Linked DNA regions of Sus scrofa: all the other regions are linked to region 1. Evidence: chromatin contacts called from public Hi-C, HiChIP or PLAC-seq and promoter capture Hi-C data. All regions are on one chromosome and are shown on one strand. Each heading gives the region's core, a stretch centred on a gene start, on an enhancer-like site or on the middle of the called end of the contact. The rest is flanking DNA. Distances are from core to core; before and after follow the strand shown. Region 1 holds the start of ACTN4 (alpha-actinin-4). Region 2 holds the start of MRPS12 (a long non-coding RNA gene). Region 3 holds the start of PSMD8 (26S proteasome non-ATPase regulatory subunit 8). Region 4 holds the start of SIRT2 (sirtuin 2). Region 5 holds the start of RINL (ras and Rab interactor-like protein). Region 6 holds the start of FAM98C (protein FAM98C). Region 7 holds the start of HNRNPL (heterogeneous nuclear ribonucleoprotein L).

What was found. Promoter capture Hi-C pulls out the DNA fragments that hold promoters and counts their contacts. A called contact is a pair of places that touch in the nucleus more often than the background predicts. HiChIP or PLAC-seq counts read pairs in DNA pulled down with a chosen protein or histone mark.
Region 2: a Hi-C map of embryonic fibroblasts shows a contact between it and region 1, with 2.1 times the contacts expected there. The contact joins the promoter of MRPS12 here to the promoter of ACTN4 in region 1. A contact is called at or near these places in 2 of 47 Hi-C or Micro-C datasets (embryonic fibroblasts and epiblast stem cells) and 2 of 2 datasets of contacts at active chromatin or transcription factors (alveolar macrophages and skeletal muscle).
Region 3: a contact with region 1 is called in an H3K27ac HiChIP or PLAC-seq map of alveolar macrophages. The contact joins the promoter of PSMD8 here to the promoter of ACTN4 in region 1. A contact is called at or near these places in 1 of 5 promoter capture datasets (liver), 3 of 47 Hi-C or Micro-C datasets (embryonic fibroblasts and liver) and 1 of 2 datasets of contacts at active chromatin or transcription factors (alveolar macrophages).
Region 4: a contact with region 1 is called in a promoter capture Hi-C map of fetal liver, with 2.1 times the contacts expected there. The contact joins the promoter of SIRT2 here to the promoter of ACTN4 in region 1. A contact is called at or near these places in 2 of 5 promoter capture datasets (fetal liver and liver), 2 of 47 Hi-C or Micro-C datasets (embryonic fibroblasts and liver) and 2 of 2 datasets of contacts at active chromatin or transcription factors (alveolar macrophages and skeletal muscle).
Region 5: an H3K27ac HiChIP or PLAC-seq map of skeletal muscle shows a contact between it and region 1. The contact joins the promoter of RINL here to the promoter of ACTN4 in region 1. A contact is called at or near these places in 1 of 47 Hi-C or Micro-C datasets (embryonic fibroblasts) and 1 of 2 datasets of contacts at active chromatin or transcription factors (skeletal muscle).
Region 6: an H3K27ac HiChIP or PLAC-seq map of alveolar macrophages shows a contact between it and region 1. The contact joins the promoter of FAM98C here to the promoter of ACTN4 in region 1. A contact is called at or near these places in 8 of 47 Hi-C or Micro-C datasets (embryonic fibroblasts, fetal heart ventricle, fetal skeletal muscle and 5 more) and 2 of 2 datasets of contacts at active chromatin or transcription factors (alveolar macrophages and skeletal muscle).
Region 7: a contact with region 1 is called in an H3K27ac HiChIP or PLAC-seq map of alveolar macrophages. The contact joins the promoter of HNRNPL here to the promoter of ACTN4 in region 1. A contact is called at or near these places in 1 of 5 promoter capture datasets (liver), 4 of 47 Hi-C or Micro-C datasets (embryonic fibroblasts, heart right ventricle and liver) and 2 of 2 datasets of contacts at active chromatin or transcription factors (alveolar macrophages and skeletal muscle).

What each region holds. Positions count from the first base shown.
Region 1 is chr6:47,492,177-47,495,370 of Sscrofa11.1, reverse strand. ACTN4 (alpha-actinin-4) reads right to left here and starts at 1,537. Exons shown (of 21, transcript XM_003355883.4): 1 at 1,202-1,537. The coding sequence starts at 1,363.
Region 2 is chr6:47,726,983-47,730,176 of Sscrofa11.1, reverse strand. MRPS12 (a long non-coding RNA gene) reads right to left here and starts at 1,659. Exons shown (of 3, transcript XR_002344649.1): 1 at 1,572-1,659; 2 at 1,212-1,279. It overlaps SARS2 (serine--tRNA ligase, mitochondrial), which reads left to right and starts at 1,783. Exons shown (of 17, transcript XM_021094351.1): 1 at 1,783-2,147. The coding sequence starts at 1,881.
Region 3 is chr6:47,288,371-47,291,564 of Sscrofa11.1, reverse strand. It overlaps PSMD8 (26S proteasome non-ATPase regulatory subunit 8), which reads right to left and starts at 1,674. Exons shown (of 7, transcript XM_005664584.3): 1 at 1,197-1,674; 2 at 70-142. The coding sequence starts at 1,559.
Region 4 is chr6:47,701,729-47,704,922 of Sscrofa11.1, reverse strand. It overlaps SIRT2 (sirtuin 2), which reads left to right and starts at 1,581. Exons shown (of 17, transcript NM_001114271.1): 1 at 1,581-1,638; 2 at 2,484-2,530. The coding sequence starts at 1,623. NFKBIB (NF-kappa-B inhibitor beta) reads right to left here and starts at 1,279. Exons shown (of 6, transcript XM_003355897.5): 1 at 1,004-1,279. The coding sequence starts at 1,182.
Region 5 is chr6:47,680,518-47,683,711 of Sscrofa11.1, reverse strand. RINL (ras and Rab interactor-like protein) reads left to right here and starts at 1,429. Exons shown (of 13, transcript XM_021094350.1): 1 at 1,429-1,634. SIRT2 (sirtuin 2) reads left to right here. Exons shown (of 17, transcript NM_001114271.1): 15 at 187-257; 16 at 398-464; 17 at 585-1,285. The coding sequence ends at 740.
Region 6 is chr6:47,313,707-47,316,900 of Sscrofa11.1, reverse strand. FAM98C (protein FAM98C) reads right to left here and starts at 1,495. Exons shown (of 8, transcript XM_003127113.5): 1 at 1,385-1,495; 2 at 1,130-1,278; 3 at 916-1,050; 4 at 308-525. The coding sequence starts at 1,449.
Region 7 is chr6:47,654,234-47,657,427 of Sscrofa11.1, reverse strand. HNRNPL (heterogeneous nuclear ribonucleoprotein L) reads left to right here and starts at 1,572. Exons shown (of 15, transcript XM_021094349.1): 1 at 1,572-2,148. The coding sequence starts at 1,892.

The DNA.
Region 1 (3,194 bases), core at 288-2,787:
GGACAATTCTTGCAGCTACTCTCACCTCTTCCTCCCCAGACAACGCATTCTCCCTTCAGGACACACACACACTCTCCGGTCCCGGGACGGCATCTCCAGACGCCCCCACCCCCAAATTCCTCTCTCAGTCTATCCATCACACACTCCCTTCCTAATGAGACTTTCATTACCCCGCCAACCTCCCTCCCACTCTCCGCCATTCTGCCCCTTCCCTCCCTCCATCCTCACCTTTTCCAGGCTACCTTGCTTGGCCTCAGGCGCCGCCAACCCTTGGCGGAGCCTTTGTGGACGTTCCAGCAATTCTTCGGCTCCCCTCCTCAAAACGCTCCAAATACTCTCCCTATCTCCCTTGGGCCTCTCATCGATGAGGCCTTTAGCCTCATCAATTCCTTTCATGCCTTCTCTTGTCCAGTCTTCTCCTCTTCCCCTTAAAACGGGGCACCCCCAGTAAATCTCACCCCCTGCAAGACTTCTCATTCACAGGTCCCTTCGGACCCCCGTTCCAGACCTCATTCGCCACCCTCCCCATCCCCACATCCTAAGCCCCGGGTCTTTTCACAGTCACTTCTTTCCTTAGCCCCTCTGCTTTTATCTCCCCTGTCCTTCCACCACCCTTCCCACTCCACAATCCCCTCCTGAGTACCCCCCAACCCCATCTTCAGACTTCCAGAATCCTCACCCCCTTTAGAAGTTCCCCAGCCTGGGGCTCCCACAATCCTATCCTCTTCAGAGGACTCTGCGAGCCAAACAACCCCCTGCACACTCGAGCTCCTCCTCAGACTGCCCCGACCCCCAAATTCCAGACCCCCCGTTCCTCTCTCAGCAACCCCAATCCAACCCGAGCCTTCGATCCCGCCTCAGACCCAATTCCATTTTAGAGTCTCCAATCATCTCGCTGGTTTCCTCCAATTCCCCACCTCGACCCGCCTAATTCCTTCACAGACTCCCTGATTCCATGTTTTAGATTTCCATATTCTCTCCTCGGCCGCCAATGATTTTTTCAGACTCCCAATTCCTTGCTCAAGTTCTGCAACTCCTTTTCAGGACCCCAAACACCTTCTCAGATCCACCGATTCCTTCTCACGACGCCCGGTTCTCATCACAGACCCTCCACTCCCATCTCAGGACTCCCAACCCCTTCCCGGCGCCCAGCCTCCCTCGGAAGCCCCCCTCCAGCCCGTCCGGCCCGCGGGCCGCGCACCTTGCGTTGCTGCTTCTCCCAGGCCGGGTCCAGCAGCAGGTCCCGGTCCCAGTCGTCCTCCTGGGCCATGTAGTCGCCCATGCTACCGCCGCCGCCGGCGCCATTGCTCCCGCTGCTGGGGCCGTACTGGTACGACTGGTTCGCCGCGTGGTAGTCCACCATTCCGCCGCCTCTCCCGAGCCCGTCCGCTCCCGCCTCTGCTCCCGCCCCTCTGCCCGAGCCTCCGCCGCCGCCGCCGCCGCCGCTGCTTCAGCTGCTTCAGCCCGCCCTGCGCTAGCGCCTGCGCACTGCCCGCTGCGCTTGCGCACCGCGCCTCCGCCGCCGCCGCCGCCGCCGCCCTCCCGCGCGCGCGCGCGCGCGCTTCCTAACGAGAAAGGCCCTAAGACCCCGCCTCGGGAAGCTCTGAGCCTGCGCAGAGTCCACTTCCCCGCCGCCCTTCGGCTCGTGGACGAGCTTCGCCTCCTCGCGCGCGCGCGCGCGCGCGCGGCCTCTACGTGTGGGCGGGCCCAGAGAGCGAAGGATTCGGCCGGCGGGTCTGGCCATTGGGCTCTGGCGTGGAGTGTATTCCCTTTCGGCGCCAGAAATTCAACAAATATTAAGCGCCTACTATGTGCCAGACCATGTTTTACGCATCAACACTAAATAAGATAGACAAAACTGTCTGCCCTCATGAAACAACCGTCTAGTGAAAGGAAAAAAACACAATTTTAGGAAACAGTGTATTGGAGTTGCTGCTGTGGTGCAGCGTGTTAAGAATCCAGCGTTGCCCCAGCTGTGGCATCGGCCCCAGCTGTGGCTCATTTTCCATCCCTTGCCCAGGAATTTCCACATGCCACAGATGCGGGGGGAAAAAAAGTACATAGCGTATGTATATATTCCAAGGGGATATGTGCTATGAAGAAAAATCAAACAGAACTAGAATGGAAATGAAGTAGTCAGGATTGACTTCATTTATTTTTTTATTTTTTGCCTTTGCTTTTCAGGGCAACACCTGTGGCATATATAAGTTCCTGAGCTAGGAATCAAATCAGAGCTACACCTGCCAGCTTATGCAACAGCCATAGCAACCCACGATCCTTAACCCTCTGAGAGAAACCAGGGATGGAACCTGCATCCTCATGGATACCAGTCGGATTTGGATTTACGCCCTGCTGAGCCACAACGGAAACTGGCAGAGTTGGCTTTATGAACAAGGAGGACAATTAAACAAACTCTTGAAGAATTCACAAAATGGACATGGTAGCTCCGAATGGATACTGGCTGACTGGGAAAGTGGAGGATTTTTTGGACGTGTTTACTTCACTCATTCAAAAAGCATTTATTGAGCCTCTGTTGTATTCCAGGAACTCTTCTTGGATGCTGGTGATAAGGTGCTGAGCATGGTAAGTGCGCCAAGTTCTCAAGTGTATGGGGGACACGACAGTAAATAAATACAAATGACACTCACACATAATAGGTGTCTCAAGTGTAAGTACCCAGAGTTGGGCTCCTGATCTTCCTCCCAAACCTCGTCACCCCATAGCCATCCCCATCTTGGTCAATGGTGCCTCCGGCCTTTCAGCTGTGCAGGCAACAAAGCTTGCAGTCATCCTTGGCTCCTCTTTGTTTTCACACCCTACATCCAGTCGTTCAGGAAATTCTGTCAGATCCATCTTCCAAGTATATACAAAATTCACCCACTTCTCCCATCCCACATGGCCACACCCTGGTTCTGTCCACCCTCACCTTGTCTTCACCTGGACCAGTGTCCCAGCCTCCTCAACATTTCTCAAGTCCTCCACATGCCCCCTTCCCCACCTCTCTTTCTCCAAAGAAACCAGAAGGAGCCTGAGTCAAATCAAGCTCCTCCCTCCCCTGCTCAGAACCATCCCTTGGCGCCACGAAGTCAAAGACAGGAGGAAAGGCTGCAGGATTCCTTGCTTTGACTCAGCCCCGCCCAGCTTTGGAAGCAATGGGGACTCCTGGGGCTTCGGCCAAATTCACCAGTTCGTCC
Region 2 (3,194 bases), core at 410-2,909, 230 kb before region 1:
CTAGGACATTAAAAGACACAGCACTGGATTCTCTTCAGCAAACATTCACTGAGCACCTACTGTGTTTTGGTCCCAGTAATGGAGAGAGAGAGACTGTGGTGATTGATTCAGCCCTGAGCCATGTCCTCTTAGAGCTTCCACACCAGGGCTTTGAGGTGCATCCTCTAGCTGGATGCCCTCTCAACACCCAAACTTCCCACTCCCCTCTGTACCCACGGCAGGTCCTGGCCTTACCGTCCATTTCCATGTATCCTTATGCCTCAAGTGACAGCAGAATCCTCAAAGGGGATTCCTAGAAGTCTCTCCTTAGTGATGTGCCACCGCCGCCGAGCACGACTGTTCACCTCAGGGCCTCAGTGTGCTCATCTGTAGGGTAGGCACCATCATTAGAGCTCCTCCTGCCTCCTAAGCACTGTGTGATCCGCACGTCAACCTAGCCCAGATTCCCCAAGCAGGGCAGAGATCTGTCTTGTTCAGCCCTGTGATCCCTAGTCAATGTCAAAAAAGAGCTTAACAGGGAGTTCCTGTTGTGGCCCAGTGGAAACGAACCCAATTAGTATCCATGAGGATGCAGGTTCGATCCCTGGCCTCACTCAGTGGGTTAAGGATCTTGCGTTGCAGTGAGCTGTGGTGTAGGTCGCAGATGTGGCTCAGATCCCATGTTGCTGTGGCTGTGGTGTAGGCTGGCAGCTACAGCTCGATTCAACCCCTAGCCTGGAAAATTCCATATTTGGGCATAAAAAAAAAAAAAAAAAAAAGGAAAGAAAGAAGGAGCTTAACAAAGGTTTGAAGAGTGAATACGCAGGTGGAATATCTCACAAAGAGCATGACCTGTGAGAAACATTTGGTATTTGTGGAAGAAACAGGTTCATAATAAAGCTTCCCTCTCAGTGCCCGGCATGTACTAGGCTCTTGGAAAATACCAGTTGAATGAACAACTTCAACACTTTGCTTGGACGTCTCACCCAAGGGAAATATTTAATATTATTTGCTGAAAAAAATAACCGACCCAAACTCCTGACACCCCCCTGACCCATAGTAGCCCTCAATGCAACTACTTCCCACCCCCTTCCCTTGCAACACCAGCTCCGCCAAAAGCCATCGTGTATCCTCCCTGATTTAAAACCTTGATTCCCTCGGCAGAGGATGCAAGTCCCAGGGGGGATAACCCTCACCTAGCCTCGGCTCTGCAGCCCTAGTCCCCTACTTACCACAGTTTAGGGACGTGCCGAGGCCACGGAGAAGGCCGGACCAGGACATCCCGCCGCCTGAAGGGTCCCTGTTTTAGGGGATGAGAGATTCAGATAGAGAAGGAGGGGAAAGTGTCCGTGATCGGGGAAGGGCCAAATCTCCCCATCCCGCTCTCGGACTCTTCCGTTTAAATCTAAGGGATTTCCTCCGACTGTATAACCACAACTCCTAAAGCCGCTAACAGAGAAAGTCCCTCCGTAAATTTAGTCTTGCTCTGAATAGCCTCTCGGGGATTCAACCGCCCCTGCTCACATACAAGAGGAAAAGGGAAACTGAGGGGAGACCCGGGGAGGTTTCGAGGACCCGAGAATCCCGTCTACCTTTCCGACACTAGCCCGGTCCGCCGACACGCCAAATCTGACCTCTAACTGAATGGAATTATCCCGGCAGGGATTGGCTGGCTCTGCCCTTCCCGGTACACTGAAGGGGCGGGGAACAGATGACGATTGGGCAACGATAATGTCAATCTCGGCCAACTGTTCTCCCAGAACAGTGTTTTTTGAGGCATGGGAGGGGCTCACTCCTTCCAAAGTTTGATTGGCTAGTCCCGGAGAAGAGCTGCTTTACAATTGGTCTAAACGCGTAGTGGGCGGGATGAAGAGTGCGCGACTTTTTGTCCCCCTTCCAAGATGGCTGCGTCCATGGTGCGGCGTTTGTGGCCTCTGGTGGCTAGTCGGGGCCTGCGGCTCCGGGGAGGCTATGCCTGCAACCAGAGCCCAAGGAGAAGCTTCGCTACGGAGAGGCGAGACAGGAACCTCCTGTACGAGCACGCACGTGAAGGCTACAGCGCGCTCCCTCAGCTGGACATGGAGCCGCTGTGCGCATACCCGGAAGAGGCGGCGCGCACCTTGGATCTCCGCAAGGGGGAGCTGCGATCTGACGACCTGCCGGCGATCGTGAGTGCGCTTGCGCTGGCCGGCATTGCCAGGCCTGGCCGCTTTGCTTATTGGCTGTTCGCTCTAGGGACGAAGTGGGCGTGCCAGATATTCTCCAGGAGGGGGCGGTCTTATCGCAGGATTTTAGTTTCTTCCCAAGTTTAGCAAACGTGTTTGGCACTCACGTACGTGCCAGTTATCCGTGGAGTGCCAAGGCCCTACAGTCTAGATATCCATGATGCTCCTGTTCCATATGGCTTGTTGAGTACCCACTCTGCACTAAGAACTTACTACTGTCTGCCAATGTGCTCCGACGTCGAACCAGGCTTACCCTAAGGCCACAGAGGGAAATGCCGGACAAAGATGTGAATCAGAGGTGAGGGGAGCCTCTTGCCTTTGGAGATTGAAAAGTAGAGTTTGCACCTACCCACGAGTATCAGGCAGTTAAATAGTGTTATTTAATCCTTTGAAAGATATTTAGGGAGCGCCTACCTTAAGTTCCAGGTGTTGAGAATAAGACAGCGAATGATAATAATCGCAAAGCTAGCACCTATATAATACTACATGCTGGGGAACTAGAACCGGTGTCACCATATTTCTAGACCCTGTTGGGGCGCTAAGGATGATGGGAACTCGGAATCCTCCCAGCCATCTCTTGGAGCTCCTCCCCAGCCATCCTATTTTAAGTGCTTTATACAGATTAGTCTCATTTAAGTTTCACAACAATCCTGTGAGGTAGGTACAGCTATTTCCCCTACTTTATCAGTGAGGAAGTTAAGGCTCAGAGAAGTTACTTTTTTTGGCTGCCCTGGAGGCATGCACAAGTTCCTAGGGATCGAACCTGGGCCATAGCAGTGATAAATGCCAAATGCTTAACCACTAGGCCAGCAGAAAACTCTATCAGAGAAGTTAATTTAAAATATATATAAGGGGAGTTCCCGTCGTGACACAGCAAAAATGAATCTGACTAGCATCCATGAAGACGCAGGTTCAATCCCTGGCCTTGCTCAGTGGGTTAAGGATCTGGCGTGGCTATGGCTGTTGGCATAGGCCAGCAGCTACAGCTCT
Region 3 (3,194 bases), core at 425-2,924, 200 kb after region 1:
GACCACCACTGCCGCCATTCCTGCCACAACCCCAGCCCATAACCCCCCACCAACCCCAGTGACACTCACGGGCCAGAATGAGCTGCTGTTTGGTCAGTTTGGTCCCTGTGGTTGGCAGGAAGTTGAGCTCCAACAGAACCAGCTGATGGGGAGGGCAGTGGAAGGAAGGAAAAAAGACGGGCCTTCAAGTACAGGTTATTTACCTTTCTCTAAGCCTTGGTTTTCCCACCTAGAAAATGGAGCTAATCATCATCCCTGACTCATGACGCTGTTACGCGTATTAAAGGAGTCAGTCCCCGTAAAGCACTCAGATCAGGGCCTGGACACATGATGAGCATTCATTTAGAATGACCTCATATTACAAGTATTAACAGGCCCACTGGGAAAACAGGGGACCCACTCCATGCCTGACCCAGTGCAATCAAGGGGGTGGGGGTGAGGGGCACTAGCACCTTCAGTTCTTTGGCAATCCTTTTCCACACTTTGTTGGGATGGGCCCAGCTACTCCCCTCCACCTACACCAAGAAGGTGGGGGGGGGCTAACCTCTCCCCATTGTCCAGCCCACACATCATCCCTTATCAAAGACACCCCCTCAGCAACTTGGTCCAGGCCACTGTATTTGTCCTCACTCCCACACTTGGCCTGAAGCACCTCCAGCACCATTCTGGTCCTTTACGAAAAGAATATTTTTCCTAGGTTCAATCCTGCCCTCTCAACTTGGCTGGGCCCCTCCCCCTCAGATGCACGCCTAAGCCTCTGATCTGAGACCCTCATGTGGCCTGGTTTTAACCACGCACCCCATCATCTCAGCTTTCTTCTTCCATCACCGCGTCCACTGTTCATTCCCCACTTGGCGTCGTCCAGAACCCTCCCTCAGAAAAAAACTCCGACACCCCCATCCTGCCACTCCAGCCAGCTAAGCCTCTAAGCACCAAAATTTGAACCTCTCACTCGTCTATGCTCGAACCACTCTCTCCGTCACCGCCGCCCCCTGCCCCCCACCGTGGGGCTGCATTTGGTCCATTCCAGGTCCCTCTCACTTCTTCATCCCTCCAAGCCCGAACTTTCGCTGTTCCGAATTCTTCACCCCATTGGATCGCCCAGCCCGCCTTGGTGCCGCCAGCAATGTGGCCCACTCCTGAGCCCAGAATTAGGTTCGGTCTGGGCCCCCCGAAGCGCCCCCGGTAACCCCTACCTTGAGACGGCCCAGTTCTTCACCGCATTTGCTAAGATTGGGGCTTTTACGGTTCCACTCGCCCTTGAGTTGTTCGTACATACCGGCTGCGGCCTGCAGGACTGCGCCCGAGGCCGCTGCAGGCCCCGAGCTCGAGCCGCCAGCCACCCCGTTCACCGTCGCGGCCGCCATCTTCCGTGATGCGGCAAACCGCCGAGCCGATTTACGGCAGCGACGCCTACTGCCGCTTGCCCGGCGGAAGTGGGCTCGGTAGGTGGAGCCCAAAGCCGGGGGCGGGGCTGCGACTGTGGGCCTCCGCACTCCGCGCTTGGTGCTCAGTCGCTTTCGGGGAGGTGCCCTCGAAGGCCGGCCTTTCACGAACATGTCGGTCGGGGCTCCGCCTCTGCTGTCACTCAAGATGGTGACCGGAAGTCTGCAAACTGTAAAGGGCAGCGCTTACAACGCCTCCCCTCCTCCCGGAGCCAATATGGCCGCCCTGGCTTCAGCTTGGTCTTTCCGGACGCTGCGTTCTTGTCTAGGTGGTGGAGCTGTTTGGAGAGCGATGTTATTCTTCCTGTATTATAGACCGGGTTTGAGAGGCTTCATAAACTTCCAAGAGACTAACAGCTGAGATTTGACTTTGGGTCTTTCTCTCTAATCTCTCAGTGCACCTTCCCAAACTCAAAGAAATGCAGGGAAGCTTTATAAAAATCATCCAGGCTTCATGCTGTATAGAGCAGGGAACTATATCTAATCGCTTGTAATAGAACATGATAGAATATGAGAAAATAATAAAAAAAAAGAAAAGAAAAAGATAATATGAGAAAAAGAATGTATATATAATTGGGTCACTTTTCTGTACAGCAGAAATGGACAGAACATTGTAAATGAACTATAATAAATTTTTAAAAATCATCCAATATTAACGGCTTTATATGCCACATTTTGGGGAGGATTCCCAATTTTTTTTTTATCCCTACCTGTTATTCCTCCATATATACCACACCTGCCTACTTAACGTCTCTCCTTTTTCTGAGTTCTCTTGTCTCTGTCATTTAGAAAGTCAGCTCCATGACAGCAGGGATGTTTATTGGGTTTTTTTTTTTTTTACTGTTGTATTCCTGGCTTGTGGTAGACAATGAATATTTGTTGAATGAGTGGATGAATGGATATGTAAATAAGTTGTCTTTAACAGTTTTTAAAGAAAAACTGCATCATACTATACATACCTTCCAAAATGCAACATGCCTTTTTTTTTTTTTTTTTTTTAAAGGAATACACTAAAGAGATCTCTGGAGATCAATGGACATATTTTTGACACTTTATAAAAAAACAGCTTCAGAATTCCCTTACGGCTCAGCAGGTTAAGGATTCCTTGTTGACACTGCTATGGCTTGGGTTGCTGCTATGGCATGGGTTCAATCCCTGGCCCCGGAACTTCCACCACATCCTGGTGGCTCAAACAAACAAAAATAATCCAAACATCAATATGGGAACCATTAAATCAATTGCATATTCACACTGTGGAATATCGTGCAGATGTTTTGTTTTGTTTGCTTTGTTTTGGACCCGGCCACTACAGTGACAGGATCTGATCCTTAACCTGCTGACTTGACCACAGAACTCCTTCAAGTCTTTGCCTTTTTTTTTTTTCTTTTCCATTTTTTTCCTTTGCCGTTTTTAATTGAGTTGTTTGTGGTTTTTTGTTGTTGTTGAGTCAGAGGAGTTCTTTATTTTCATTTTCGTTTGTTTTTGGCTGCACCCAAAACATGTGAAATTTCCCAGGCCAAGGATGGAACCTGCGCCACAGCAGGGACAATGGGGATCCTTAATCCCCTGAGGCACCAGGGAAAGGAGTTCTTTATTTTCTACATATTAGTCTTTATCAGATACATGATTTACAAATACTTTCTCTCATTCTATCAGTTGGCTTTTCACTCTGTTAATGGTATCCTTTGATTCACAAAAGGGTTTAATTTTGATGAGACCTAATTTATCTGTTTTCTCTTTTGTCACCTA
Region 4 (3,194 bases), core at 332-2,831, 210 kb before region 1:
TTCCTGAGTGCCTCCTATGGGTCAGGGGCTGCTGGGTCACTGGGGATACAGCGGTAAACACGATACTCAAAAACCCCAGGTACATTCCCTCAATTGGGCCTTTACAACTGTTTTTCCCTCTATGTGCAATGTTCTCCCCAGATAATCTACTTGTCTCACTTCCCTGCTTTATTTTTCTCCAAAGAACTTCTTAACGTCTGACATGCTATTTTTCTTTTTTTTTTTAATTTTTGTCTTCGTTTCTTCCTGCCTTTCTTCTTTCTCTCCCTTTCTTACTTTAGGTCTGTGTATCTTTTTTTCTCTTTCCTTCTCTCTCCTTTTCTTTCCTTTTTCTTCCTCCTACCCTTCCTCCCTCCCTGTCAGTCTATCTGCCCTTCTGTCTATATACCCCCACTAGAATGTATGCTCCACAAGACAAATGTTTTTTGGGCTTTCCTCCCTGCCTTTAGGCCACACCTAAAACAGTTCCTGGAAAGTCGAAGGTGTTGGATTATTTGTTTAATAGATGAATTCCTGCTGTTATGTAGTTTCCATTTTCTCTTTGAATGTAAGCTTTGAAGATCAGAGTTCAGAAGGTGGGATCCTGGAGTCAAAAGCCAAGTATTAATTTCGAAATAAAATCTAAGGCTCATGTAAGTTAGGCGCTGAGGACCAAAGATCATATTTGGAGGATAAAGGTCAGGAGGAGCCTGTCTGAACTACAGTTCTAACAGAGGGCTAAGGACTGGGGTCAGGAAGGTCAAATCGAGTTTTGGATGTGGAATCGATCACTGAATGTGGGTCTGATCAATGAACGCATAACTCTGAGAATCAGTTCAAGAAAGGAAGGCCAGACATTATTGGGTTAGGATCAAAATTAGATAAGAAGTTGGTTTTATCAGAGGCCAGTCTTGGGGTCAGGAAGTCAAGCATCAAAAGACAGATTTAGGATTGAAAGGTTGGGAAGTCAGGATTGGAGATGTGGGACCCTGGGGCCCGATTTGTCAGTCTAAGGTTCACTCACGTGTCGCCATCCTCAGTGACGTAGCCGAAGACGAGGGGCGCCCACGATAGTCCCGGACCCAGCTCCGCGCCTAGGCCTGGTCCTCCGGGGGCCGCTGCGTCCGGACCCAGAGAGCCCAAGCCGCTGTCGCACCATTCATCGGTGTCCGCAGCTTTCCCCAAGCACGCAACCCCAGCCATGGCCCCCGAAGCCTCAGGGGCCCCCAGCGGCAGCCCGCCTGTCGCTGGGCTCTGCCTGGAATTCTCGAGCTTCCGCCCTGCGGGGAATTCCCCAACACGCCCCCCTGACTCATCCAATCAGGGTGGGCTAAGTAGTACACGCCCCGCCCCCATGCCACATGATGACCAATCAGAGCACTCAGGTGGACTACGGCGTTCTACCTTTTCCCACACTTTCCCGGAGTCCTTTACCAGCATGGCTGTGGACGTGGAGCCCTCTGGGACTCGTAGTCCGGCCTTTGCGTGGGGGCGCGCTCCGTACGCGGTGCAGAGCATTATATGCGATCGCGATGGCTGCTGGGAGTTGTAGTTCTCTGCCTTGTCTCGGCCCCCTCCTGTTTCCGGTGCCGTCACGGGACAGAGCAGTCGGTGACAGTCCCGAGGGCCCCCGCCCCGCGCCCATGGCCGAGCCGGATCGTGAGTCGGGGACCCCGGTGGGAGGGCAGGGCTGCACCGGGGCCTAGCTGAGGGTCGTAGGCCCCGGGGCCCGAGGGCAGGCTTGGTGGGGCAGGAGATGGGGGTTGCATGGGGGGGAAAATGGGATTCCGGGGGCAGTTGCCAAGTGATCCATATTGCTAGATTGGTGGCTTTCTGGGTCGCTAGGTTTTAAGGGTCCGTTTGCCACTTCCCCCAAGTTACTAATGATCACATGTTTCTCGCACCTTAGTTGCCAAGGACCCTCGTTGCTAGGGACTTAAGATGCCGCGGTCCTGGTTGCTAAGGGTACCTGGTTGTTAGTAGCAACTGTAGGATGCCAGGGTCCCCTCCTATTGCTTCCTTTTTCTCCGAAACCAACCCCACCCTGCCCGACACACACACACACACACACCACACACACACACACACTCTGCACCTCTTCTCCCAAACCTGCCAACAGGCAGAGTATGTCTTCTCTCCTTTCTATGGCTTCCCACTGCTTGTAAACCTAATGACACACACTCTCACACTACTACACCCTTCCTAACTCCTCCTAAGTCTTCCTCCATGCCGGGCGTGCTTTACTTTCTCTTCCCTCGCCTAAACCTTCCTGTCCCGGCCTCTTTGTCCCTCGCTAACCTCTCCTCCCAGCCGTCTGCACACTGATAAGGTCCGCTTTTCCCCATTGCCGCCCTCCTCCACTTCCATTTTACACCCCCACCCCACCCGGTATGACCAGGTTGGTGAGTTTTCTTGATCCCTCTGCCCCACTAATTTGAAGCCCTTCCTTCCCCCTTAACCACTCCCTTCACCTTAACCACGTCTGCTCCCCCTCCTCCCCCCAGCCTCAGACCCTGTGGAGACCCAGACAGGGAAGGTGCAAGAGGCTCAGGTGAGATGGGGCGGAAGGGTGGCGGGAAGGAGAGAGATGGACTTCCCACACCCCATCCTGGGAGGGAGGTGGCAGAGGGGAGATGGGAACCCCAGGGCCCTGAGCTCCCTGCCCCAGTCCCTCCCCCCACCTCCTGGTTCAGCCTCCCGGGGAATGGTGGATTCTGGGGACTGTCAGAGGAGGGCGTGCAGCCTCAGCCCCCGGCCTGCCCTTCCAAACCTTCCTCTCTCCTTGCCACCCCCCACCCCATCCCTTCTGAACCTCTTTTGCACTGCGCATGGAAGAGATCTCAGAGCCAAGTGTAGGGTGACAAGGAAAGCAGCTCAGGGCACCTTGGGAGCCCAGAGTAAACTTCGTGGAGTCCCACAGATTCCAGCCAGTCCTTTCCCTGGAGGAATCCCACAGGCTGATCTAGGAGTCAGGTTGAGGTACAGACTCGCAGTAGTGAGTGTAGAGTGACTTAGAATTTTCTTAGGTGAGGTGCGAATTGGGGTCCCACGCGGAGGGTACGGCTTGTGCAAACACGGGGAGGCGGGAGAGTGAGATGCGCTCAGAGGTCAGGTGGCTGGGGTGCTCCGCTAATTATTCCCATGGTTGGCATTTCCTGAGTACTTACTCCAGCAGGTACTCTGTCTCGTGCTCTATGTGCAGCGTCTCATCTTCC
Region 5 (3,194 bases), core at 180-2,679, 190 kb before region 1:
TAACTCACGGACAGTTCAATCCTAGGCGCCGGTCTCATGATTCCCCCCACTCTGCAGAGAGGGAAGCTGAGATTCAGAGAGGCCAGGCCCCTTGAGCAGAGCCACGGAGCTGGGATTCAAACCCAGGCCACCTGGCTCCAGGGTCTGTGCTCTGAGCTCCCCCCCCACTCCACACCTCCCCCACAGACTGACCCGTTCCTCGGGATGATGATGGGCCTCGGAGGAGGCATGGACTTCGATTCAAAAAAGGCGTACAGGTGAGAGGCGGAGCCTGCAGGGACAGGGCCAAGGTGGGAGGAGGCCAGGAAGGCACACACTCAACAAGGCAGAGCCGCCAGCTGCCCGCCAGTGGGGTCCTGGAACGAGCCTGGGAGCTCTGACTCTCACCCGCCCGCAGGGACGTGGCCTGGCTGGGTGACTGCGACCAGGGCTGCTTGGCCCTCGCTGATCTCCTCGGATGGAAGGTGAGGGGCCTGGGCCATCCCAGCCCACCCTGAGCCCAGTCCCTGGACCCCTGCCCCACAGGTCCTCTGACCCTATGAGGCATGGTGACCTCTGACTTCTGTGAACTTTGCCCTCTGCAGAAGGAGCTGGAGGACCTTGTCCGGAAAGAGCATGCCAGCATAGATGCCCAGTCGGGATCGGGCACCCCCAATCCCACCACTTCAGCTTCCCCCAGGAAGTCTCCGCCTCCTGCCAAGGCAGAGGCCAGGACCTCGGAGGGAGAGAAACCCCAGTGACAGCTGCGTCTCCCAGGCAGGACGCCCAGCTTTGGGACAGCTGAGTCCCAACCAGCCCTGGCCTCCTCTAACTTACAGCTCTTTTCTGGGGAGCTCAGAACGTTTCCGCAATCTTTTAACTACTCCCTCCTAAACCTGGGGTCCCGGCAGCCCCGACCCCAGCAAATCTCTAACATTCTTTGGGGCCGAGGCTTGGGCAGCCCGCCTCTAACAGCCCACAGCCTCTAACCACCCCCGGGACTGAGGATCAGCCTCCCTAATCTCTAACTGCTCAGGGGGCCGGGTGTACCTCCAAACCTCTAACTGTCCCAGGCCAAGGGTCCCCAGGGCCCCCACGCCCTCTACTGTCCCCAGGAGCCTGTGGCCAAGTAGCTGAAACCTAACCTACCCGTGGGTGGGGGGATCTGAGCCTCAAGGTCTCCCAAGTCTCTTCCTCCAGCTCCCCAAGTGGGTGCTGGACCCCCTCACTCGGGACCCACTTCCCATGCCAAGGAGGGCAGATGGTGTCACTTATTAGAGATGAATTAAAAACAAAGAACAACTAATAATCGGCTGTCCGGCCTCGCTGTTCTTTTCTGTGGGCCACGGGGAAGCTGCCAGAGGAAGGGGTTAGATCTCGGGCCCTAAGAAAACCGTAGCATCCACAGGCTCTTACGAGAAACAGCGTGAAGGCTGTCGAGAGGGGACTCTTGTGGCCACAGGAGCCTCACGGCTCTTACCCCTGGACCCCAGACTGCCTAGGGTCCTTCCTCCAAAGCCCAGTCATCTGAGGCCTGAGCCCCCGGAAAGAGGGAGGTACCCCCAGCCCCGCCTCTTCCCCCTGCCTGCTCTGCTTCCTCTCTCTGTGAGAACACTTTCACTTCCTGCTCCTCCAGGCCTCCCCTCCGAGAACAGGTAGGGGCCCCCAGGGACCAAGCAGCTGGCATCATCACCCCTCGCTGCCTCCCTTTGGTATCAGGCAGCTGCCCCCTCTGGCCCTGCCCAGCACCATCCGTCCCCTCCACCTCTACGGGACCCAGGCCAGCATCTGCCTCCCTCCCCCGACCTCTCCTGCCTGCTCTCCCCTGGGCAGGGCACCTGCTCTCTGTCTCCCACTTCCCAACACCCTAGGTTTCTGGTCAGGGGGCAGAGGGATTTGTTTAACTGTTTGTTATCCATCCCCTGTGCCCACCCCAAGAAGAGCACAAGCCCTGGGAGCAGGGGCCTAGTCTGCTGTCATCCTTTCCCCAGGCACCGAATTCTGGGCCTGTACTCAGTAAATACTTGTTGGGTGGATGGACGAATGGGTGGGTGAATGGATGGATGTATGGATGGGTAGATGGGTGGATGGGTTGGTGGATGGATGAGTGGGTGGGTGGGTGGATGGGTGGGTGGAGGGATGGGTGGAGGGATAGGTGGGTGGATGGATGGGTGGGTGGATGGAGGGATGGATGGATGGATGGATGTGTGGATGAGTGGATGGATGGATGGATGGGTGGATGGATGGGTGGATGGGTGGATGGGTGGATGGATGGGTGGGTGGATGGAGGGATGGATGGATGGATGGATGGATGAACGGGTGGATGGGTGGGTGGGTGGAGGGATGGATGGATGGATGGATGGATGGATGGATGGGTGGGTGGATGGATGGATGGGTGGGTGGGTGAGTGGATGAATGGATGGGTGGGTGAATGGGTGGATGGATGTATGTAAGGATGAACAGACAGATGGACAAATGGGTGGACTTAGACCCCCTACTCCTGAGACTGCTGCAGGGATAGTTTTTTTAATGGCTACCTTAACTGATAACCCGCTGTAGGACTCTACCTGGTTAAGAGTTGGGGTCTGATGGATAGATGGATAGAGGGCCAGGTGTGTGGTAAAGCAAAAAGAATAAAATGTTAATAGTTGAATCTAGGTAGTGGGTATATGGATGTTCCCTGAAAAAAAATTCCATTTTTCTGAATGTTTGAAATTTTTCATAAAATGTTGGGAGGAGTTCCCATCGTGGCGCAGTGGTTAACGAATCCGACTAGGAACCATGAGGTTGCAGGTTCGATCCCTGCCCTTGCTCAGTGGGTTAACGATCCGGCGTTGCCGTGAGCTGTGGTGTAGGTTGCAGACGCGGCTCGGATCCCGCGTTGCTGTGGCTCTGGTGTAGGCTGGTGGCTACAGCTTCGTAGACCCCTAGCCTGGGAAACTCCATATGCCATAGGAGCGGCCCAAGAAATGCCAAAAAGACAAAAAAAAAAAAAATGTTGGGAGAAAATATTTGAGGGCCCCTCTGTGGTCTGGGGAGGGAGGAAGAGGGGATGTTGTATGACATTTGTCACTTTGACAGAATGCCTACTGTGGGCAGAGCCCTTTTCCAGGCACTGGGTTTCCATGAGCGTTGTTAGTTAGCTGGTCCACAGCTGTACAGCGGCACTGGATGGTAAACACTGAAATATTGGAGTGTCTGTTGAGGCTCAGCGG
Region 6 (3,194 bases), core at 246-2,745, 180 kb after region 1:
CTGTGGTTGCTGCAGAGGCGCAAGTTGGATCCCTGGCCCCGTGTAGTGAGTTAAAAGATCCAGCGTTGCCTCCGCTGCAGCTGTGGTGCAGGTGGAAGCTGTGGCTCGGATTCAATCCCTGGCCCAGGAATTTCCATATGCCTCCGGATCAGCCGTAAAGAAAGAAAGAAAGAAAAAAAAGTGAAGGTCACAATTCTAGAAAACAGCAGTGGTTAGGGCACTCCTCCCCTGCCACTTCTGGAGAGGGGGCTCTCCCCCTACAAGGAAGGCAGGGTGGCCCGGGTGCAGAGGGGCTCCCACTCTCTACCTTGGCATGCAACTCCCGCAGCAGCTGGCTGGCGGGGGTCCCCCGCGGAGGTCTGGGCAGTCCCAGGGCTTGGAGAGTAAGCACCAGTTCCTGGACCAGGCCAGATTCCTCCTCTGCCCCCTCCCCTGCCCACTCTCCACCGAATGGCTCAAGGCTGGGATCCAGCTTGGGTTGCAGGTGGAGTAGGCGGGCCGCCTGGAGCTCTGAGCAGAGAAAGCCTAAAAGCAGAGAAAAGGAGCGACGCAATTAAGGAGGGCTGCCACCCCGCCTACCTGGCTCAACAAGTCCAAGCGGCTGCAAAACCACCGGCCTCCTAGGTCCGCTCAACTAGAACCCTGGCTCTACCTCCAGCGTAAGCTCCACCCACTTTGGGACCCAGCTCCCTCTTAGGACTTCGAACCCTGCCCACTTAGGAATCACCTGCCTAACCCATCCATCGCGGAGCTCTTAGCCCGCCCCAATGTTTTGACCCCACCCACCTCCGGCCCAGAGTCAATCTTTTGACCGAGGCCCCTCGGGAACCCAGGCTCCACCTCAATGTGCGGAGCCCGCCCCCCTCGAGGCTGCAGCCTTGCCCACTTCCGCATCCCGGCCCGCCCCAGGCTCACGCAGCAGGCGCAGGCGCGCGCCCGGCTTCCGCAGGGAGGATGCGCAGTCTCTGCCGCAGAGCTCTCGATCGGGGCAGTGCAACTCCCGCAAAAGGCCGGCCAACTGTCGCAGGAATTCCTCCTCGGCGCCAGGACCTGCTGGAAGCGGGAGACGTCAGGGCATGGCGGCGGCACCAGCCGCTCCAGCCCCAGGGGCCTTCCTCTCCACGCGTACCGTCGCCGGCGCTCAGTGCCTCCGTGCCTTCCTCTTTCTCCCGCTCCAGGGCGTCCAGCGTCGCCAGCTCTGCCGCCAGCCGCGCGCACAGCGCCCTGAAGTCTGGGCACGAGGGGCCCGGCGACGCCCTCTCTGGGAAACCCTCATACCTGCAGCGGGGCCGAGGCAGCGGGAGGGGGCGGGGCAGGTCTGTAAGAATTTCTGAGGGCAAACCTGCTTCTTCCTCACCCCCCAGCCACACCCCGCACCCCTTACCCCAGGGCCAGCAGGTCCCCGGCCAAGGCGGCCCACTCCCGCTCCTCCGCCTCCGCCCCCTCCATGAAACTGTAGTCTCTTCGCCGGGCGCGCGCCCCCTGCCGGCCGGTGGGAGGCTCCTCCCCAGGACGGGCGTGCGCACCCCCAGTAACTGACCAATCAACTAAGGGCCTTCGTCATTCCAATTGGTGCAGGAGGAGGCAGAGCCCGCTCCCAAGTTCACCGCCTATGAGGAATACTATAGAGCGCAGCCCCTTGGGTAACTCTGGAGAGCCCTCTGGCTCTGTAAATCCAGAGTCCGCTTTCAGGTTCCCAGTTGTCCCGACAGACCAACGGATGTGGCTCCTGATGCAACATAGAAGCAACTTTGGTTTCCTTTTCCTCAGCCTCCATCAGATGCCCTGTGGCTTTTAAAGCACCCCAGACCAAGTGTGGGAGTCTGCCCAAGTCCAAAAGCTTGTTAACTCCTTTTCTACTTAGAATTTTGTCAGGGACCCAGGAATCCCAGCTATACACATACTCACAAACCCAACAGTTGGTCCTTCTCATTGATCACAATGCACCCTTTGAACCTTCACCCCTCTAGCTACTTACTAAACCCCGGAGAGAGGGAGCAGGTGCAATAAACCGTTGCGATTAAGAGACTGCACCCTGGGAATGCAATCTTTTTTGTTTTTCTTTTCTATGGCCGCACCCGGGGCATGTGGAGGTTCCCAGGCTAGGGGTCTAATCAGAGCTGTAGCTGCCGTCCTACACCACAGACACAGACACAGACACAGCCACATCAGATCCGAGCCGCATGTCACAGCAACGCTGGATCCCCAACCCACTGGGCAAGGCCAGGGATCGAACCTGCAACTTCATTGTTCCCAGTCGGATTCGTTAACCTCTGAACCACGACGGGAACTCCCTTGTTTGTTTTTTAGAAGTGCAATCTCTTCTGCAGGCAGAGGTTAGTGTTTGACTTGACCATTCACCACCATTGTGTTCCTGCCAGATTGCTTCACATCCTTGTAATGAGGGTAATAAGAACCACCTCTTACAGTTGTCAGGATTAGAGTCCTGTATGTAAGTGCTTAGCAGACGTACAAGGGGTACTCAGTTAAAAATGACTAACATACAAGAGTTCCCGTTGTGGCTCAGTGGTTAATGAATCCACCTAGGAACCATGAGGTTGTGGGTTCAATCCCTGGCCTTGCTCTATGGGTTAAGGATCCGGCGTTGCCGTGAGCTGTGGTGTAGGTTGCAAATGCGGCTCGGATCTGGCGTTGCTGTGACTCTGGCATAGGCTGACAGCTGTAGTCCCGATTAGACCCCTAGCCCGGGAACCTCCATATGCCACAGGAGTGGCCCTCGAAAAGGCAAAAAGACCAAAAAAAAAAAAGAACATACATTGAGCATTTTGTGTGTGCTACTGGGCTAAGTATCTTATGTCCTTTTTTTGTGTGTGTGAGAGTTGCAACATTTATTCCAGTTTCTCCCTTGGGGTGTGTTTTTTTGGTTTGTTTTTGTTTTTGTTTTTTGCTTTTTAGGGCCTCACCTGCGGCATATGTAAGTTCCCAGGCTGCGCATAGGAGATACAGCTGCCGACCTACACCACAGCCACAGCCACAGTAACTCAGGATCCAAGTCACATCTGCGACCTACACCACAGCTCACAGCAACGCTGGATTCCCAACCCACTTAGTGAGGCTAGGGATTGAACCTGCATCCTCATGGTTAGTAGTCAGATTTGTTTCCGCTGCTCCAAAACAGGAATTCCACGTGGGTTTGTTTCATTTTGTTTGCCACACAGGCAGTATATGGAAGT
Region 7 (3,194 bases), core at 323-2,822, 160 kb before region 1:
TTCAGTGGGACCCGCCCCGCCTTTGCACCGCAGCACAGATCACGTGTTGGCGCCCAGCGGTCCCCCATTTCTATTCTCCGCCCTTTCGGGTCTTCCCGGGGTGATTGGGAGCTGTTTTAGATCCCCACAGCCCAATCCTCAACTTTTTTCTCTTTCCAAACCCGCGGACCTACCAGGCCTGGTCCCAATATCTTAGTGCCACTGATCCCATTTCTAACTTAGTTTCCACCGGGACCTCCATTTCGGGAACTCCCTTTCACCCGGATGGAAAGGTTCCGGAGCATCTTTAGGGGGGCCGCCCCCGCATTTCCCACTACTGTCTCCTCTCTTCTTGACTGCTTCTTCCTTCCCACCAACAGGCAGCCCCATAACCTTAGAGCCCACAGGGTGGCATCCTAGGTCAGCTCCCGCCCCGCCCCGCCCCTGGTTCCAACTATTGGGCGTTGTTGGACTCTAGAGACTGAGAGAGGGTGTCCTCTGAGGGTTGGCCCGGCCCTAAGAAAATGAGGCCCACTGGACGCTTAGAACTACTCCCTTTGCAGAGTGCTAATGCTAGCACTTTGCTGGGTGCTACATACACCTTGCGTTTGGTAGATAGGCCAGTCTAAGGCAGAGGCGGGGACCACCCTTCCCTTGCCCACACAGAACCAACCCACCCAGAACCAAACTGTGATAACCCTGTAAAGGCTGTCGTGTGAAAATCATTGGGCTGAGTGATCAGGGATTATCATGGGGGAAGCCCTGCGGTCTGGGCTGGTAGGGACTAGGGACACTTTCAGAGTGAACTGAGCACGGGCTAGAGAAATTTATTCCTTAGTTCTGGGGTAGTGGAGAAAGTGTCGTTTGGAAAGGCGTGCTTGGCCAAAGATCGAGAGGTGCGCGAAAAATCCTTTTCTTTCTGCAAACTGAGTTATTGTGGCTGAATTTAGAGGTGGAGTGGTGAAAGAATGCCGGCAAACCGGACAGGGTTAGACGGTTGGCAGCAGCAAATGGTTTTATACTGAGAAAAAGGTCAGACAGGGACTTTTAAAAACAATTCCTCTGGCACTGTGAAAGTTAGAGATAGAGAGGAATAGGATATAGTGACGGGGACAGAGCTACACTGGCCGTTTCCCTGTAACTTGGTGTAGGTCTCCAGTGCTGCTCACAGCAAATCAAAAACTACTCAAGGTACTTCAGGCCTTCGCTCCTTTGGAGGGCTGCCCCGCCTTCGGAGGCGCCAGAAAGCAGTTCGCGCATGCGTCCTCGCCTCCCATCCTTTCCTTGACTGCGCCAAAGAGCGCCTACGGGCCTGGGATGGGCTCCCCTTTCCACCCAATCAGGGCCCACCAGTGGTCCTACAATCTGGTGAGAGGATTCCACTCTCAAATGACTAATCGGGTGGAGACCCAGACGACGGACATCTACAGCAGCCAGTAGTGAAAAGCAAAAGGGAGGGGCCTCCTTCTCTCCTTGTAGAGAGGCTGGGGAAGGGAGTCGCTGCGACTGGATGACTAAGGGCTCTCCGTTTGATGGACGAGGGAGAAAACCAGTAAGAGCGGGAAGGAGGCGGGGCTTTTCAGGAGCTTGGGGAGCGCCGCTCCTATCAGGTACTCCAAAGGAGGCCAGGCTGTGCCAGAAATCCGACCTATCAAATTGGAGTTTATTTTAAGGCGGTGGGGTCGGCAAAATAACTTGCAGAAAGCGCTCGCCTATAAGGAGTGTCCCAGACAAACGAGGGCGGGCGCTCTTGCAGAACGGCGTGGCCTTTATCCTATAGGCACGCAAGGCGGACGGAGGCTTCCCCTCCCGCCGCGGCGGGACCAGTGGCTCCCCTATCGGGTGGGGGCGGCGAGTGACGGGCGTGTCCCTCCCCCAATGAGAGGCGGGGGGAGGCGGGTTCTGCGCCGCCATGTCGCGGAGGCTGCTGCCCCGGGCGGAGAAGCGGCGTCGGCGGTTGGAGCAGAGGCAGCAGCCGGACGAGCAGCGGCGGCGGTCCGGAGCGATGGTGAAGATGGCGGCGGCGGGCGGCGGAGGCGGCGGTGGCCGCTACTACGGCGGCGGCAGTGAGGGCGGCCGGGCCCCTAAGCGGCTCAAGACTGACAACGCCGGCGACCAGCATGGAGGCGGCGGCGGCGGTGGAGCCGGGGCGGCGGGCGGCGGCGGCGGGTGAGGCCAGGGCCCTAGGCGCCGGAGACGGCCGGGGAAGGGAGGGAAGATTGCCAATCTAGAGAGTATTAATTTTAGGTGGCTGAGTCTGTGCGCACGCGCCCAGGCCCTCGCCCTGAAGGACGGGGTGGGGTGGGGGAGGGGCAGACGTTGGGCAAACGGCGGGGTTTGCGCGAGGACAGGCGCTTGCGCGTGCGCGGTATCCCGAGGTGGGGGGTGGAGGAAACTGCTCGCGCTGCGGCTGGCGCATTGCGCAGGCGCCGCGGGCTAGCTTGTGGGGGCCAGGCACGCGGCCTGGCCGTTTTTCTCTATCGTTTTCCTGTCTGGCCCCCTGCGCAGGCGCACTGCTCCTGCCCCGGCCTCGTGGGCGGTTGTTGGGGGGGGGCACCGCGGGGAGCGCGTGGGCGGTGGCATTTTTCTCTGCTTGAGTGGGGAATTCTGCCTGATCGTTTTTAGTTTTTGTAGCGTCATGGTTTGTCCCTGTACAGAAACTCATTTATTTAAGGATGTTTTTTTAGACCAGGATATGTTCCTCGTTTTTGTGGGCATCGAAAACCGGAAGAAGGGCTTGTGAAAGGTCTTGGGCGTTTAGAAGTTTAAGCCAAGCTTTGGAGTTATCACAAGTTTGCTTACAATTTCTAGGGGTTAACTGGATGCAGTCAGTTTCTCGAATCAAAATGTTCTCTGAGGGTGGGCATTTTGGAAGGGATTGGAGCCTCTTCAATCCCCTAGGCGGAAGAGGCTACCAGTTGTTACTGCTGGCCTGGAACCCGGTTCCTCCTCCCTGGAAGTTCATGAAGTCCTCTCCTGGTCACGGTCAGCCGTTTGCCGGGTTTTCCAGGTTTTAATAGCACGCTGTAGCTGTGATTTACTAGCATTTAAACTGTTCCAGGTCTTGTTCCGTGCGCTTTAAAGTTATCTCAATTGAATTCTTGACACTCCTGTAGGAGATAGGGCGTGGTATTACTGTTGAGGTGAAGTAAATCCGTCCAGGTCCCGTAGCTGTTGCAGGGAGGGGTTGGGATTAGGGGCCCTGGAACTCCAAA